Regions from separate parts of the Mus musculus genome. Here all the other regions are linked to region 2. Evidence: chromatin contacts called from public HiChIP or PLAC-seq data. All regions are on one chromosome and are shown on one strand. The core of a region is the stretch at or near the end of the contact, and the rest is flanking DNA. Distances in the headings are between cores, read along the strand shown. Region 1 overlaps Nav1 (neuron navigator 1). Region 2 overlaps Gm32835 (a long non-coding RNA gene). Region 3 overlaps Nav1 (neuron navigator 1). Region 4 has its middle 28 kb from the start of Pkp1.

Evidence for each region. HiChIP or PLAC-seq counts read pairs in DNA pulled down with a chosen protein or histone mark.
Region 1: an HNF4G HiChIP or PLAC-seq map of pancreatic cancer cells shows a contact between it and region 2. The contact joins two enhancer-like sites. A contact is called at or near these places in 1 of 39 promoter capture datasets (frontonasal cranial neural crest), 1 of 15 datasets of contacts at CTCF or cohesin (embryonic stem cells), 7 of 484 Hi-C or Micro-C datasets (the C2C12 cell line, Sertoli cells, embryonic stem cells and 1 more), 21 of 115 datasets of contacts at active chromatin or transcription factors (bone marrow-derived macrophages, craniofacial prominence, embryonic basal ganglia and 10 more) and 3 of 9 other capture datasets (adipose tissue, liver and pancreatic islet).
Region 3: a contact with region 2 is called in an H3K27ac HiChIP or PLAC-seq map of the HPC-7 cell line, with 6 times the contacts expected there. The contact joins two enhancer-like sites. A contact is called at or near these places in 4 of 39 promoter capture datasets (frontonasal cranial neural crest, maxillary cranial neural crest, neural stem cells and 1 more), 1 of 15 datasets of contacts at CTCF or cohesin (embryonic stem cells), 3 of 484 Hi-C or Micro-C datasets (all in embryonic stem cells), 21 of 115 datasets of contacts at active chromatin or transcription factors (the HPC-7 cell line, cardiomyocytes, craniofacial prominence and 13 more) and 3 of 9 other capture datasets (adipose tissue, liver and pancreatic islet).
Region 4: a contact with region 2 is called in a FOXA1 HiChIP or PLAC-seq map of pancreatic cancer cells. The contact joins two enhancer-like sites. A contact is called at or near these places in 1 of 484 Hi-C or Micro-C datasets (pro-B cells) and 1 of 115 datasets of contacts at active chromatin or transcription factors (pancreatic cancer cells).

Annotation. Positions count from the first base shown.
Region 1 is chr1:135,491,016-135,495,315 of GRCm38.p6, reverse strand. All of the region lies in intron 3 of Nav1 (neuron navigator 1), which reads left to right. Among named protein-coding and RNA genes, the nearest start is that of Gm32940, 19 kb to the left of the region's middle. Within about 2 kb of position 2,700, at least 52 of the 459 cell types and tissues checked have an H3K27ac peak or open chromatin away from gene starts, as enhancers often do. A contact at or near this core is called in the C2C12 cell line, adipose tissue and pancreatic cancer cells, where this site is marked.
Region 2 is chr1:135,689,506-135,693,993 of GRCm38.p6, reverse strand. Gm32835 (a long non-coding RNA gene) reads right to left here. Exons shown (of 2, transcript XR_387422.3): 1 at 4,124-4,488; 2 at 2,047-2,559. Among named protein-coding and RNA genes, the nearest start is that of Gm32835, 3.6 kb to the right of the region's middle. Within about 2 kb of position 2,738, at least 65 of the 459 cell types and tissues checked have an H3K27ac peak or open chromatin away from gene starts, as enhancers often do. A contact at or near this core is called in the C2C12 cell line, the HPC-7 cell line, adipose tissue and 1 more, where this site is marked.
Region 3 is chr1:135,521,049-135,525,400 of GRCm38.p6, reverse strand. The region is part of intron 3 of Nav1 (neuron navigator 1); the gene reads left to right. Gm32940 (a long non-coding RNA gene) reads right to left here. Exons shown (of 4, transcript XR_003948736.1): 4 at 1-2,120. Among named protein-coding and RNA genes, the nearest start is that of Gm32940, 11 kb to the right of the region's middle. Within about 2 kb of position 2,145, at least 25 of the 459 cell types and tissues checked have an H3K27ac peak or open chromatin away from gene starts, as enhancers often do. A contact at or near this core is called in the HPC-7 cell line, where this site is marked.
Region 4 is chr1:135,944,843-135,949,032 of GRCm38.p6, reverse strand. No RefSeq gene overlaps it. Among named protein-coding and RNA genes, the nearest start is that of Pkp1, 28 kb to the right of the region's middle. Within about 2 kb of position 2,457, at least 35 of the 459 cell types and tissues checked have an H3K27ac peak or open chromatin away from gene starts, as enhancers often do. A contact at or near this core is called in pancreatic cancer cells, where this site is marked.

The DNA.
Region 1 (4,300 bases), core at 1,451-3,950, 200 kb after region 2:
GTGATGACAGGCATGGGAAGCAGGTGTGGTGTTCAGTCTGTTAAAACATGCTTGCTATAAAAACAGCAGCACTTTGCTTCTGGTTCTTAGGAGCCCACAGTGTCAGCATTTTGACAAGGAGGCTTGCCATGGAAGCTCCTCCCTGGAAGCTCTCCCTGTTCAGCAGCCTGCACCTGGGGCTTTACTCTTGGGCCAAGATTTTGACTCCTCCTCAAGATCTCTGAAGGGAAGGCGTTCCACTTTGGATATTGTCTTGATATACAAAATCCACACACATTGTAGTTCATTTCTTTTCTTTTCTTTTCTCTCTTTTTTTTAATCTGGTGTATTTGGTTTAATTTGGTTTCATTCATTTATTCACTTTACATTCCAATTGCTTCCCCACCCCCCTACCCCCATCTTGTTTTGTTTTGTTTTTGAGACAGGGTTTCACTGTATAGCTCTGGCTGTCCTGGAGCTATGTAGATCAGGCTAGCCTCAACTGCACAGAGATCTGCCTATCTCTGCCTCCTGAGTGATGGGACTTAATGGTGTGTGCCATCATACCTGGCTATGTAGTTTATCTCGTAAACCAAATCTTCAATGGATTTATCAAATGATGTTCTCTAAAACCAGTTGATGGGTACATCTGCCACTAATCTGGGAAAATATTTTGGGCTAATTTTCATCCAGTGAGGCACCAGAATTTTATATTTCCTCTTGAATTGTGGTTGTTGGCAGAATTTCTTCTACACTGGGGATGGGGTTTCTTGTTGACCTCATACGGTAGGAGGTAGACATGGATAGATCTATCCCACAGCCCCAGTCCATGGATCTCTATTTCCTGATACAGAATCATCTCACACAATCTGAATAAAACTCCTGATTTTGCATCACTGTAAAGTAAGTATTATCTTGGACTCAAGAAGACCAATGAGCAATTACCAGGGCAGGACTTCCTATAATAGGGACACATTGGCTGCCAAGTTGACCCCAAAGCCTAAACCCTGGGGAACCAGCTGGTTGACAACTTCAACTCTGAGTCCTAACTGAGCTGCTAAAACACCAGGCTGTGGAAACAAAGCACCGTTTGTGTTTCTGGCTGGCCTAATCTTAGTGGCTAGAGATACAGATGATCCAGCCAGTTGGTGGTGAACATGGAAGGTCTCGATTGCATCCATGTGTGGAATGACCCTTGCTGGTTCGCCCTGTACCTTCCTCCTCCCCCTGGGAGACAGAACATCGACCTCAGCCAGATAGCTCCATATTGTGATCTCACGTGTGGAAAGATGCATCCAGCCCTTCCTGCTCCCCTGACACAAGAGAGTAGTGTCTGGAGTCTTGTGCAAAGCTTTCCTTTCCAGAAGGTTGCCTCTAGGATTATGGACCCTGGTAATTTCTCTATACAGAAAGAATGACCTGCCTGCCAGATACAGGAGTGGTGACTGTGTCGGCTGACACCTGAGCACAGTTGGTTTTCTATCCACTGCAGGCGTGGGGCTTTGAGATTTTATGTGATGTCTGAGAATGCACACTGATCTCTCCTTGGAAGTTGTGGAAGGGTTCTGTCAAGTTACGTGGCATATCCTACAACCCCATTTTGTTAAAGCCCTGTTGTTACTAGGAACATGCCACTGCTTCAAGCGCATTGTGTTTTGGTGTGCAGGCTTCTTGAAGTCTGGGAACTAACCTCCTTGCCTTTTCACAATTCTGAATGCCACAAATCTGGCAGTGAGTGACTGTTGAGGTTCGGTGGAGAAGTGACAGAGGAGATACAAATAAAGTTTGACCCAGAGACCACGTTTCTGTGCAAGTAGCCCCTAGAGCTGCATAGGTGGAGTGGCAGTGGAACGCTGCCTGTTCATGCTCTCAGAAATGACGCTGAATGTCCCCCAGTGGCCACCCCTGACTTCAGTTACCTGTCTTATGTTGGGAGTATTTAAAGTGCTGTTACGAACCAGACAATTTTTATATTAAGCTTGTATTTTTTTTTCTTACTAGTCATGCAGCCTTAAACACGAAATCTTACATTTCAGTCCTCTTATGGATAAAATATTTATCTCAAGATCTATATGAAAGTTAAACAAAATTTTAATGTCCTGTATGTCTCTCTGCACGTATATTTAAGTACCCAGCAGAGGGCTTGACAGACGAACTTAAGTGCCAAGCATACAGTAATTATCGTTTTAATAATGATACCTGGTGATAATCACAGAAAATACATTTGCATCAATTAGCATACATCTTGCCATCCTACTAAATATATTTTTATATTATGTAAAAATGCATGCTCTTTTAACAGAAATTAGTACCATGGGTGGTTATAAAAAGGCAGCATATTAAGGATAGTCTTCACAGTGAGTCCTTCACAATCACTGGGTTTCCAAGGTGCATTAATGAGTGGAGAAGTAGAAAATTGATTTGATACAAGCTAGTAGAAAGATAAACAAGTGGGTACTTAAACAGCTTCGTGGACTCCAGGATTTAGAGCAACCATCACCCAGGCTTTAGCATGCTGGGTGCTGGGTAGTGCAATACACAGGTCTTTTAAGGCTCCTTCGTACCCTCTTCTCAGTTCTGTATCATTTAAATTGGTTTCCCACCAGGCCATCTTACATTTTGGTAAAGCCATAGGCTCGCGGCAGTCTTTCTCCAGCCACACAGAGGTTCTGTTGGTTAAGCCCGACTGGCTGGGTATAAGTAATGGCTAATGTTGAGTCACACCCCAGCCTGCCCGATGATTAAGTGAACAGAACAGCAGCTTCCCACAAAGCAATCTCAGACTTACGTGGATCGTTCTGCTACAATGGAAATCTTGACGGTCGAATCTAGATGAAAAAGCAATTCAACAACAAAGGGAAGCCTGTCCTTAAGTCTCCTACCTCCCTCTGTCATTTCTCTTGGAATAATCCTATCAGGGTGCCCGCCAGCTGAGGGATCCATAAACTACCCCGTAACAAAGTACCGGAAGCATCCCATGAGGCTGCTGGGGCTATAGTCCCCTGTGAGAGGACAGAACGGGAGGAAAATCATCATTATCCTGTGCCCCCAAACCCCATCTCTGTGGTCACTGCCAGCTTATATCCTTGATAAATTTAATGGAATTTAAATGAGATTGCAGAAGTTTTGGAGATGAAGAACTCTAGCCCAGGTCACTGGGGTCAAAGCTTCCAAGTCAGCCTCGTGGGGATTACACAGGCTGAGTTGTGCCAAGTGTCCTCATCTGTTATCTCATTTCTAACTCTTCCAATAGCCTGGGATATTTGTTTTTCTCCTTCTGTGTTTAGAGAAAGGGCACCAACTATTTTTGTGTGATCCCTGTATCTGACTTGTATTATAATGGCATTCTTCATCCAAGGTTGTTCTCTGAATGTCTCCCGAGACATCTCAAGGGAATGGCTTCCTGAGAGAAGCAGTTGTACTTTGTAGTGGGTTGGTTTATCCCTGTTGTTTTTGAAATGGAAAACACATAGTTTAACTTGCAATAAACACTTCAGTAATTGTGGTTATGGTGAGCCCCAGGGTTCGGATGGCCTTGTTTTAGGTATACATCAGACTGGCACATTGCTTGCCCCTGACTGAATCAAGACCCTACCTTCCCAAGCCTCCTCTCTCCCAGGAGTTGTCCTGGCCTTTAGTATGGTGACGTCTGCACAGACGGGCTTGAGGGTTTTTTTGTGAAAGGTTTTGAATTTGGAATTTGTTTCTATTTTGCTGATTTTTTTTTTAATGTTCCTTATTTTGTTTTTCTTTGGTAAATTAAATGTGGACAGCATTAGGGTAATTATTAGCAGAAAAGCTTGGATGAGTCACAAGCTCTGTATTTGGAATCAACATACAAAATTTTTTGGTTAAACAAGGAAGCTTGGTAATGTTGTCCATGCATGCGTGTGGAAGCACTGTGCGAGAGGACGGGAGGGAGAGGGAGACTTCTTGACAGAAAGGAGACAGGAGAAAACGGACATCCTGGGAGAGAGAGAGAGAGAGAGAGAGAGAGAGAGAGAGAGAGAGAGAGAGAGAGAGAGAGAGAGAGATGCAAAGGGAATGCCCGGCAGCTGGCTTGTTTTGTGGTAGGAAGCCTCACTCCTCAGAGTGCAGCTCCCAGGGTCTAGGTGTTTATTGCCAGATCAGCAGTTCACACCAGTAGCCTGGCCTCAAGCTCTTGGAGGGGCTGCCAGAGCCGCTTAGTGAGGGATTCCTGAGCCAGGGGTATGAATGGAGGGCCCACATCCTGTCCCACCAGCTCCTCCTACCACTCACTCCGCTAACTGAGGCAGGTTATGATGAATGACAGCCATTTAATATCCAGGACTCTTATCTG
Region 2 (4,488 bases), core at 1,489-3,988:
CATGCTCCTAACCGTCCTGCGAGACTGGCAGTATTATTACCCTTACAGATGAGGATGCTGAGGCTCAGCCCAAAGCCTGTGCCCTTTGAGAAAACTTGAAGGAAATATTCTCTCCACCCCTGCTGTCCCCCTCCCTCCTGTATCGCTCCCTCCCCCTCCCCCAAGACAGAGTTTCTCTGTGTATGTAGCCCTTGCTATCCTGGAACTCACACTGTAGACCAGGCCAGACTTGAACTCAGAGATCCATCTTCCTCTGTCTCCTGAGTGCTGGGATGTGCTACCACTGCCTGGCTTGGGAAAGGTTCCAAATGCTGAATATGGTGATGATCGGGAAACTCTGTGGATTTGCTCCAGATCAGTTTGACACTTATGTTGGGTAAGTTTTACACCAGTAAAGCTGTCAAAAGGAAATAAATAAAGGTGTGCACTGACGCTAGTTTATGGCAGGGCCCCTCCCCACCACCTATGCTGCCACAGTCTGCGTTCCTCCTTATTTGCAGAGTCCCCTGCAGGAATTGACTATAGGAGCCAGATGGCATGCGGTTACATTTTGGCCCTAGCACTTAAAAACCACGAGACAGCCCCACCTCAGCCCCACCACACACACCTCATTTTCTTCACTTACAAAATAGAAATAAAAATGATAGTCATGGGGCCTGATATCTATGGTATCAGCCCGTAAAAGCACTTGCCTGCAAACCTGACTACCTGGATTCAATCCTCAGGATCCAAGTGATAGAGAGAGAGAATCAATTCCTACAAGTTGTCCTCTGACTTCCATATATACATTGTGCACATGCATACACCAATGGATGAGATCATACACAGGAAATACATAAATAAATAAATAAATAAATAAATAAATAAATAAATAAATAAATAAATAAATATCCTTTAAAAAGGACACTTAGGGGCTGGCTAGATGGCTCAGTGGGTAAGAGCACTGACTGCTCTTCCGAAGGTCCTGAGTTCAAATCCCAGCAACCACATGGTGGCTTACAACCACCCATAATGAGATCTGATGCCCTCTTCTGGTTTGTCAGAAGACAGCTACAGTGTACTTACATATAATAACAAATCTTTGGGCTGGAGCAAGCAGGGACTGCATGTCTATACACCACTCTGTACTTAGTGCCTACAGAGGCTAGAGGAAGGTGCCAGATGCCTGAAACTGAGTTAGAGGCTTTTGTGAGCTTCCGTGTGGGTGCTGGGAATCAAATCTGTACCCTTCAGAAAAGCAGCCAATTCTCTTAACTGCTGAGCCACCTCTGCAGCATCCCACCCTTTTTTTAAAAATATACATTTATTTATTTATTATCTGTAAGTACACTGTAGCTGTCTTCAGACAAACCAGAAGAGGGCATCAGATCTCATTACTGATAGTTGTGAGCCACCATGTGGGTGCTGGGATTTGAACTCAGGACCTCCAAAAGAGCAGTTGGTGCTCTTAACCGCTGAGCCATCTTTCCAGCCCCCCAGCTCCCCATCCTGATCCTGCCTTTTAAAAAGAAACTTCAGAAGCCAAGCAGTGGTAGCACACGCCTTTAATCCCAACACTTGGAATGCAGAGGCAGGCGGGTTTCTGAGTTCAAGGCCAGCCTGATCTACAGAGTGAGTTCCTGGACAGCCAGGGCTACACAGAGAAACCCTGTCTTGAAAAACAAAAAACAAAAATAACAACAAAAAAGTTTTTTTTTTGTTTTTTTTTTTTAAAGAAACGTTAGGGTGTGGGGGAGGGGCAGTGGAGGGGCACAGGGGATGACTCCGCCAGCAAAGGGACCTGAGGCCAATCTCCTGAATCAAATATGAGGGCATGTGATCCCAGGGCTGGGGAGGCAGAGACAGGCGGAGCCTCGGGACTCTGGCCAGACAATATGGCCCCATTGATGATCTCCAGCCCAGTGAGAGATCCTGTCTGGAAGGAAGTGGACAGCATTCCTGAGAATGATGCCTAGGGCTGTTCTCTTGCACTCATGCCTCCTACACACACTGAACACACACACACTTGCACATACAAACACATTTTTAAAAAAATGAAACCAAGACTTTTTGATAAAAGGCAAAAAAACCCGACTGATGTTTATTATATAGGCTTGTTATGATATGGCTTGGTATAGATTGAGTGCTTAAAGCAGCTATAGACACCCAGCAAGTGCATATAGGTGGCCAGACTCTTATTACCTCCAAGACTGCAAAGCCTGCCAGAGCCAGGCATCTTAAAGGGGCCCAGTTTCTCTCCACCAGCCTCACTCCTGCTTTCCCAGCCCTTAAAGGAACACTCCTCTTCAAAGGCCATCTTTGGAAAAACACTGGCTCTCCGCACATCGTACTTCCTGGTAAGAGGGAGCAGCTCATCTTCCCGATAAGGCAGTGACTCGCTGGCTCGTGTAAAACGTTCATCGCTCTGCCAGCTTTCCCCACAGACTCTTCCTCCCGGGCCCTCGTTCACTCCAGCAATCAGCGTTAAAAGCAGGACCCAGGGCCAGCAGCATGAGGTCAGAGTGGCCAAGGACAGGGCAGGGGCAAAGCATTCTGGCTGGAGCAGAAGCCCCTTGCTGGCTGATGAACCAAGTAGAGAGGACAGGGTTATGCCTGGACAGACTTCTATTTCTCAAAAAATATACTGTGCAGCACTGAGGCCAGAAACAGTGAAGTGAGGGGTTGGGAGGGTTGGGGGGACCCAGTGCAGGGCCCGGGAGCTGAGCATGACCTGGTGTGGGTGGGGCAGGGCTGGGTATGACTGGGTACTTTCTGTGTGATTACTGTGCTTCTGCTTATGTTTGAGTGGCACTGTCTAAGCCACACCCTCTTCTATGATCTCACTGATACCACAGCCTTGGTAGTGTGTCCTGGGTGGGATACCCACTTTCACTGACGAGCAAACTGAGGTGCTGTATTTCTGTAAGTGGCACCAGCCGGGCATGGAGGGAATCATGTCCTCTGCAGCCAGGCGCAGTGTTTTTCCACTGGCTTTGGAGGAGGAAGTCAGAAGGTCCCTGGACTCCACCTCAAGAGCACTAACAATGTTTCTTGCTGAGGAAAATGAAGCCACATACTGTCTTCATATCCCTGCCCAGTTCCCTGCAAACGGCTCTACGAACCCTGAAAGAGGCAAGGAGGTCAAGACTGCCCTGTTATAGGCCACAGGGAGTGCATTCTATTCAAATGTCCAAAGTCCCACATCAGGTGACCCCAGTGGCAGGACAATTGAACACTGGCCTACAGAGCTCAGCATAGGAAGAAAAGATCTACCCCACCCTACAAAGCAATCAGGCTGTGGCAGAAAAAAATTTTTTTTTCCTATGCTTTCTGGGGCTTCCAGTGCTCTCATCTCAGGCCAGGTCTGAGACTCAATGGGCTGGGCACAAACTTCTTGGGCTGATTTTGAAAACCCTGTTTGTCACACTGACATTAATCCTCTTGATAACAAACTGCCCTGAGGCAGAGCTGGTGCACAGCAGCAGAGGACAGAGAAGGGACCTGCCTTAGTGGGGTCAGCAGTCCTGCAAGCCACCTTCTCCATTATGGAGATTATGGTGGCCATGAGTAGGTCTCCACCCTTCATCAACCAATCTGCTCCCTCCCCACCCCCCACCCCCAGCCTCCTTCTGGCTCGTTCCATCTGACCCCATCTGCAGCCCTGGTCTTTACCTCTCATTGATTTTCATATTTAAGGGAAATCCATTTGTTTGATTCAGAACAACTGAATCATCACTGTGTTCAGACAAAAACCACTCACAAGGTAGGCACTTGGCAGAGGCCACTTATGGGTAGGACCCTGCCTCTTCTCCAAAGAGAACTCTGCCCATACTGGCTCCTGCCTGTTTCTCTCTGACGCTCTCACCTATGGCCTTCACACACTCTGCCTGTCACCCCAACAAGACTGGGTCCTTTATTTCTCTTTCACACCCATGGACACCCTCCTGTGTTTACCCACGAACTTAAGTTCACTGTTGGAGATGTGTGCTTGAGGCAGGCATTCAGAATAGAGTGGTGTTGGGGGAGGGGGTCACAGGAGAGAAATGTTGATCTAAATATAAGACTCAAATCTCACAAAAGTATCATGTTGGCCTTCCTTTTCACTCTGGGAAGTACCCAAGGGGTGATGTCATGTTGGCATTACCAGTGTGGCTGCAAGGGTCCCACGCATGTCCATTTTCTCTGTGGCAGTGGGCAGTTCAGTTTCTGGTGTTTTTTTGCACGACTTCCACAGTTTTTTGTCCTTGGGACTTCAGGGCCAAGAAACCTAGGCAGCCCTATTTGGTGAGCACCGGGGAAAGACAGTCTGTGTAACCCAAGTTGGCTTCAAACTCACGATCCCTTTGCCTTAGCCTCCTGAGTGCTGAGATTACAGGTGTGTGTCACCCATATGCAATGATGTCTTCTTAAGACAAGGCGACCCTATGCAGGCTGTGGGGACTCTGAAAAGTAAGAGGATTCCAACCGGTGCGTGTTAAGTTAAATGCAGTCTCTTAAAACTGTTTATTG
Region 3 (4,352 bases), core at 896-3,395, 170 kb after region 2:
CCTCTTTCCTTGGCCTCCTTAGCAGATGGAACTCTAGGCACACACCATTACACCCGCTGAAGGCTTTGCTTTGAAGAGCTCTAGTGTATCTGATTTTCTTTTTTTCCTCTTCATTGCCTGTGCTTTGGGGATCACATCCAAGAAACCACTGATAAATGCAAGGTCCTATAGTTATTCTCCTGTGTTTTCTTCTAAGAGTTTTACAGCTAATTTTTAAAAAGAAAATAAAATCCCAAGCCTCTAGTCTACCCCAGAGTAGTACTGCCGCCCCAGGAAACCACAGTTTCCAAAACGTTCTCCCAAAGTTGTGAAGCAGCTGCCTTTTCCATGGTATTAGCTCTTAAGACAAAGTTCTTAATATTTAGCTGGACTCAGCTTTAAAATCACTCGTGCTGATTAATTCAAATATTATTGTCTGGGGAAAATGAGATGAGTGTTAAAATCTCATATATAGATGAGAACATCTAAATATGTCAGCAGGTTGTTAATGAGTGATTGGTCAGCTACTCTATAGACAAAAAAAAAAAAAAGATAAAGAAAGAAAAGAGAAAAGAAAGAGAACACACATCCCCACCTAATGTCAGTGCCTTCTAAAGTGAGCCAGTTTTCCCAACTGCTCCTGTTTTGGTGGCCCCTTCCCCTCCCATGGAAGTTCTCAAGCTGTCAGCAAGCCTCTTAAAGCTGGCACCTATACTGATTGCCGACTTGACAGCAGAAGCAGTCCTGCGGGGCGATATTCAACCCACAGCCCTGCAGACTGTCAGAGAGGACAGCTTGGGACATTTTTACCCTTTGAAAAGACAAAAGGAATTTGTTTTTCTAAAAATAGTGGGGACTGGAATTTAATCTAAGTATGAAGTTAAGTCTCCGGGCCATCTGTCCTCCCCATCCTTAGCATCCAGAGACAGACGGGAGGGAGTCTAGGCCAGAGGCAGACTCAGGTGCTGGGAAGGGAAGTCAGAGTCTCCTCACCCCACCCCATCTCCGCTCCCCCGGGTGTGGTTCTGACTTATGTCAGCCATGTCTGTCTGTGTCAGGGCTAGTCTGGGTGGGCTGTGTGTGAACTCTGTGGTATTAACTCATGGGAGGTAGCAGGCCAAAGCATCCACAAGCCTGCCAACCCCCACAACTCCAGGGTGTGCTGTTTATATCACAGAGGTGTGTCATCTACATCCTTAGCTGGACAGACATAGTACAACCTGCGCCGAGGGCCAGAGAGCAGTAGGCAGCATCAGCAGACTCCATCTTGATGGAGCTGTGGGTAAACACAGAGGGAGTGTGGAGACTCTGCCATACCCCGGCTCTTCCAGGTGGTGTCCGTGCACCGTGTGTGGCTAGATGTTCCAGCTTTTTGCTTCCTCCCCCTTCCCCTCCTTTCTCTCCCTAGCCTGTCCTCTTGAACTTCTCTTGGGGGCTCAGCAACAGATGGGATTCGTTTCCTCTTTGGCTCTAAAGTGTCCTGGCGTTGAAAAATGTCAAATAAAATAAACTGTGGGTCCCTGCCTTCTCCCAGACTGGCTCTTTATCCCAGAGGCACCGAGCTCAAGTCTTAAAGAGACACCTCTAGTCTCAGAGCACAGTACCCCGCCTCTGCTCCCTGAGAACCCCATTGACTGCTCTCTTACTTAGCTCACACATGACTGTCAGGCCCCAAGATGCCCATCCAGCTCTGCTGGGGAGAACCCTGCATGGGCACTGGGTTTGCAGTTTTCCCAAAGAGAGCTTGCTGAGTGCGGTTGGACAGGGAAGAGCTGCCCACGATCTTGTGGTGCCTTTGCCTTCTATTCTCCCCACCCCCAACCCCTGCTAGTCTCTAGGCATCCCTCTGGTGGGCAGCTGGACCAGCTCTGCCATTGGCCAATGAATATGCAGGGTGTGTGCATGGGGGAGGAGCTAAAAGGGAGGCAGGGCTAGGGATGTATGTAGCTCAGAGGTGGAGCACCAGTGGGGACCTGGGTTCTATCCCCATGCACATTTCTCTTCACTGTGGTCAAACATCTAAGGAGAAGTCACTTAAAGGAGGAGGCCTTTACTTTCACTCACAGTTTGAAGAGGTACAGTTCATCACAGCAGGGAGGCAGGGTGACAGGGCCATGAGGTGACAGAGCAAACCACATCCACTGTCAGGAAGCAGAGAGCAGACAGGAAGTGAGCCAAGCTATAAAACCTCAAGGTCCACTCCAGTGACACATTTCCTCCAGCAAGGCTCCTCCTCCTAAAGGTTCCACAACCTTCCAAATGATGTTGGGGGATCAAATGTTCAAACACGTGAGCCTATGGGAACATTTCATATTGGAACCATAATAATGTAGTAAAAATGAATAAATAAATAAAAGCTAAGGTAGATACTTTCTGTGTCTACAAAAAAAAAATGAAAGGATATGAAGCTGAAGTAGATAATGGTTGTTGCCTCTCTGGGACAGCACCAAACAATTTCAGTGCTGGTCTGCAGATCCATATGCACTTGGCATATTGGTATATTCCCATTCTCTGCATGGGAAGGAACAGTGGGCTACTCTAAGATCTGGAGTTCAATACTAAACATCTCTAGTTTGCTGTGTGGTACTAAGCAAGTCACTTAACCTCTCTGAGTCTTAGTTTGTGCGTTTATAAAAATTAAATTAAGTCCCATCGCCTGGGAGGCATAGGTAGGTAGATCTCTATGAGTTCAAGGCCAACCTGATCTACATAGTGAGTTCCAGGTGATCCAGGGCTATACAGTGAGACTCTGACTCAAAATAAACAGCAACTCTAAAAGATTTTTAGCCAGGCTAGTATGCACACCTTTAATCCGATCATTTAGGAGGCAGAAGCAGCAAATCTTTTGAGTTTGAGGCTATTCTAGTCTACAAAGCAAGTTCCAGGAATAGCCAGGGCTACACACACACACACACACACACACACACACAAAACCCTGTTTTGAAAAACCAAAGTGGGGCGGGGGGGTACCCAAATTATTTTTGCCTAATGGGGCCCAAGAATACAGGGATGTTAGCTTGAAGTATTTATTTCAATTTCATTTTAATGTTCAATTCACTGGGCCAACGGCTTCTGTCTTAGAGGTTGTTAGATTATCAAAACAAAGTTACTTCTTTTCCTTTCTCCCTTTCTCCTTCCCTTCTCTCCCCTTCCTTCCTTTTATTTTTGAAACATTTTAAAGATGTATTTATTTTACTTTATGAATATTTTGCCTGCATGTATGTATGTATTAATGATGTATGTAATATACCCCAAGCATGCCTGATGCTCACAGAGGTCAGAGGGGTGTTAGACTCTCTAGAACTGGAAGTACAAACAGTTTCTGTGTTGGTTACCTTTTGATTGCTGTGATCAAATGCAATGACCATGACAACTTACAAAAGAAAGCATTTAATTTGGGGATCCTGGTGCCAGGGGGTTAGAGCCCATGACCATCATGAGAGAGGGAGCATGGTGGAAGGTGGGTGGGCGGGCAGGCAGGCAGGCAGGCAAGCAGGGCACTGGAACAGTAGCTGAGAACTCACATTTTGATCCACAAGCACATGGCCAAGAGAGCTAACTGAGAATGGCATGGGCTTTTGAAGCCTCAAAGCTTGCCCCGGTGCCACTCCTCCTTCAACCAGGCCACACCTCTCTTCTAATCCTTCTCAAACAGTTCCACCAACTGGGAACTAAGCATTCAGATGTATGAGCCTAAGGGGTCATTCTCACTCAGACCACCACAGTTGTGAATCACCCTGTGGGTGCTGGGAATTGAAACTGGGCTCTCTGCAAGAGCGGCAAGTGCTCTAAACTTTCAACCCACCTCCCTAGACTCCCCTCCCCCACTTTTTTTTTTATGTTATGCTGGCCCAGTCTGCCTTAGAACTCTTTGTACATATACGGTGTGTGTGTGTGTATGTGTGTGTGTGTGTGTGTGTGTGAGAGAGAGAGAGAGAGAGAGAGAGAGAGAGAGAGAGAGAGAGAGAGAGAGAGAGAGAGCGTATGCACAAGGTCTCTCTCTCACTGACCCTGGAGCTCACAGATTGAGCTAGACCAGCATCATTGAGACCCAGTGCTGGCGTTATAGGTGCATACTGCCATGCTTGGCTTTTATATGGATGCTTGGAATTCAAACCCAGGTCCTCACACTCATGCAGTGGGAACTTTACCAAATAAGCCACGTGTCCTTAAACTCATAATCATCCCTTCTCCCTCTCCAAGTTCTGAGGTTACAGAGTATCCCACAAAACCCAAGCCAAAGTGAAGTTACTTTAACTCGGTGACTGATACACTGGAATTAGGCCTTGAGTTCTCTTTGGAAGACTGCTCTCACTGCTCTTCAGTGCTGCCCCCCAGGCATGCAGTTAGTTAGACGGGCTTTTGAGATCAGG
Region 4 (4,190 bases), core at 1,208-3,707, 260 kb before region 2:
GGGCTGCCATGCACCCCCAGGGTGGTACTAGGTAAACCAGGCATGCATCTGTTGTGTTTTGTAAAAAGACAGAGAGTCCTGGGATATGTTTGATGGAGGTGTGGTATGGTGTGGGGGAAGAGGGTGCCTCTGCGGGCCCATGCTGAGGCATCCCTTCCCCCTGAGGGACCAGCCACACAACGGTATAGTATACAATAAAGTTTACTCAGGGCATGGGGAGGGGAGTTGAGATAAAGGCAGAGAGAGAGAGAGAGAGAGAGAGAGAGAGAGAGAGAGAGAGACAGAGAGAGAGACAGAGACAGAGACAGAGAGAGACAGAGAGAGAATAGAGGAGTAGAGGCCAGCCATGAGTACTTGGAGAGGGGGAAGAGGGTAAGGGAGAAGGTCAGGAGAGAGGGGCAGAGGGAGAGAGAGAGAGAGAGAGAGAGAGAGAGAGAGAGCGAGCAAGTAGCACCTTTCCTAGTGAGTCAGGCACACCTGGCTGTTGCCAGGCAACTGTGGGGCGGAGCCTAGACTAAATGCCAACAGCATCTTCCATTAAGTTCACGAGAAACCCCTTGCTTGGGATGGAGGTGTGTAGCTGGGGCACAGGTAGACAGAAGTTGGTGTTGTCTCCGATGGGTAGAGAGGGATCGGGTACTGCGACACAGTCCTGGTTTCAAATGGTCCCTTGTTTGGCTTCTTCAACTGCCTATAGGTGTCTTTTCAACCAGAAGGGGCCTAGCAGTTCATTGTGCAGTGACAGGAAAGTTGAGTGCAGGGTGCAAGTGGCCTTGAGCTGTCATGTACTGTTACTATGGGTGCTTGGACTAACATTACCACTGAGGTCAGAGAGCAACTTCTGGGAGTAGATTCTCTCCTTCTACTATGTGGGTCCCAGTGATCAAACTCAGGTTGTCAGGCTTGTTAGCAAGCAGCTCTCCCTACTGCATCATCGAGACGGCCCCTCGACATTAGCTTTGTTCAGAGTCCTAAACTCATCCACCCCTGACTTTTGGTCATGGCTGTTAGAAAAAAGCATGTGGCTGGCCTGCTGTGGTGGCACGCATCCAGAATTACAGGAGGACTGCAAATCTGAGCTTAGCCTAGGCTGTGCACCAAGACCTGGTATCAAATATAGGGGCCGGGGTCCAGAGCAGTGATGGAATGTCTGCTTAGCATGGTTCAGGACTGAGATTCACATCACAGAACTGCAAAGGTATGCAAAACCGCACAGTCGGCTGGATGCTGTTAGTTTCTGAGTAGCTGTAGAGTGGCCATGAGTGTGGAAGAGCTGATCTCAGGTACTGAACCTACTGTGGATCTATGTTGGTGTTTGGGGTTACATGGACCATGGATCAAAGAGAAGAGGGCTTCTGCAGGATGGATTCAGGCTTCTCAGCAGCAGGGTACCAGTCTCTGAAGGATGAACGCTGACAGCCTCCTAGAAGCTCTTTTCAGTGTTACACAAAAGGCACCTTGAGCAAGTCAATCGCCAAATACCAAAACTTCTTATCTGACCTGGGGGTTATATTGAAAGACCCATCACCTAAGCACTTCTCAGCCATTTGCCAGGCCAGTCTCCTCAGACTAAATCTTAGGGACCCTTAGAGATGGCCCTGTGTTGCCATCCCACTGTGAGCTGAGGATGAGTATTCTTGAGTTGAACTGGGGCCTCCCCCAGCCCCCCTGTGTTCCCCTATCCATGCAAATGCTGGTGGCAACAGTTCTGACAAACTAAGGGAGACTTAGAGGCCAGGCTCACTTCTGGCCGTGTGGATGTTTGCCCAGACTCAAAGCCTGCCCCTCAAATGACCTCTTACTTTATAGACTGCCTCGAGCAGTGGTACACAATACTTACTGTATTTGGTTGTTAAGGGAGCACTTTAGCCTCTACCCTAGATGGCCCTAACCTCAGGGCACACTGGTCAGAGGCCAAGCAGCTTTAGGACAATTGGGCCAGTGGTGGCTTAGATAAGCACAGCAGAGCTATGGGACATCTAACTCACATTAAGGAATCAAGGAAGGCTTCCTGAAGGAGGTGACACCTGAGCACAGCCTTGTAGGACATGTGGGTCAAGAGGACTCTCCCAGTCTGTGTCCAGATCACTCTTCCTATTGGCTGTGGAGGAGGCCTAATGTAAGCAAAAGCCAGGAGCCTTAGGCCTGCTCACAGGTAGTGGAGGACCACGGTTCATCTTCCTGCTCCATACTAAGGGGAATGCTAACTTTCTTTAAACAACACTTTGAAGAAACAGACAGAGCCCTTCCTGCCTCTCACTAGGCAGAGCATACCTCCACACAGGCACCCATGGGAAGCGTTTTGCATCCTTTGGAGCCAGCCTCAGTTTGCTGGAAGACAAGGATAATTGACCTTAAAAAAATACAGCAGGTCCCCACTCTGCCAACCCACCCACCCTGTCCTTCTGCCCCAATCCTTAGTCAACGGCTGTGGTCTCAGAAGATTCCATCATGTTGGGAGGTGAGTCAGAGCCTCCTGTCTCCATGGAAACCCCCTTCTATAGCACCAGGACCACAGACAACGCCTAAGACGTTGCCAAATTCCCACCCCAATCTGTGTTGTTTTCTCTGAACTAAACCTATACATGGTTCCTTCCTGCTGGCTCTACTTCTGACACTGTGGGTGTGCTGGGACGGGGCCTGGCTTCCTCCAGTGTTTTATGTCTGTCTCCCTGTGCATGTGCCCTCCTGCCCAGAGCTGGCATGGTCTTACCTACTGCCCTGTAACAGGCACTTCCTAGGCATCTGGTGGCCACCAAGACATGCTGGAATTGGTCATGAGAACCACCCAGCAGCAACCTCTTCGCAGCCTTTGTGTGACAAAGTCATGCCTTCAGGAGATGACAACACGGGGCAGGAAAATGGTAAACAGGCGTGAGATCAATACTCAGTGGTAATAATAAGGGGTGAAATCGCACAGCTGTTCAGGTTTTAGGTTTTTTGTTTGTTGTTGGTTAGTTTGTTAGTTTGTGTGCATGCCCCAGGCAGCCTCAGATGCTACTTGGTACAATAGCCGCTGCGTGTCCCATTAAGAGGCTCAGAGACAGTCTTCACCTTGGAGGACAGTTCTGGCCACGAGGCCATAAGACACAGGAAGTAAAGTGGGTCCTGAGCCAAGCCTGGAGGAGAGCCTTGGGACCGTAGGTAAGAGCGCCCTCTGGTGACCAAGAAGGAACTGTAGCTTCACAGGTGGGAGAAAAGGCTCTGAAGGTAGCTTACAGCTTCAAGGCTTCAAGGGAACTAAACGCTAGAGGACCTTCCTGGAAGAGGGAAGCTGAAACAAGAAGACTGCTTCCCTGAGCACTCACCTACAGTCTGTCGTTTCGCTTTCCTTAAGACCCTGGGACCCCATTCAGTCTTGTGTGGGTATTGAGGGTGGGGGTTGCAACCAGCCTACAGCTGGGGCAGCAATTGGTCCCTAAGCCTACCAAGTCTATATCTAGGCCTGATCTCAGGGCAGTCATGGAGACAGGGTAGTCTAATTCCCTCAGAGAACAAATAAGGCTCAGAGAGGACCTTGCCTGAGTAAGTGGCAGAATAGACTTCCGTCTCCAAGGTAGTTCTGGATTTGCGGCTATGCATTCTACGGGCACCTCTAGCTCAGGGCTCCCTGGATGCCTTGGTTAATCCTGGCTCCGTCCTAACTGGTCGCATTGTCTTGGGCAAGTTGGTTAACATTGTTGCGCTCAGTTCCTCATCGCAAAATGAAAGTCCTAGGCGAATCTTTCTAGAGTTTCCATGAGGATCAAAGTTGCCTTTCTGTCAAGGTACTACTGTTACTTCTAAATCTCATATGCCACGCCCGCTCACCCCCATCCCTCATCCTGGGGCCGCGCAGGCTTCGGGCAGTGTGGACCTGCTCTCTGCTATCAAGGAGGAGCTTTCTGAAGCTGGTGTAAAGTTGCCAGACCAGACCGCATTATCACGACCCCCCCCACCCCCCCACAATAGAGGAAGGATACGGCAGAGGCTGTGGGCAAAGCTGGGAGGAGGTGCCTTGGGTTTCCTAGGACACTATCATCCATCACAGGCTGTTCCTGGTATGCCACCAGGGGGTGCTATAGGACTTACAGTTGGAATAGAGAGAGTCTTGCTGTTTAAAGTGACAGATGGGGGGAAATGTGGGAACAGCCTAAGATAGGGGAGCGACATGGAGGTAAGGTTGGAGCTGTGGGTACCAATAGATCGCT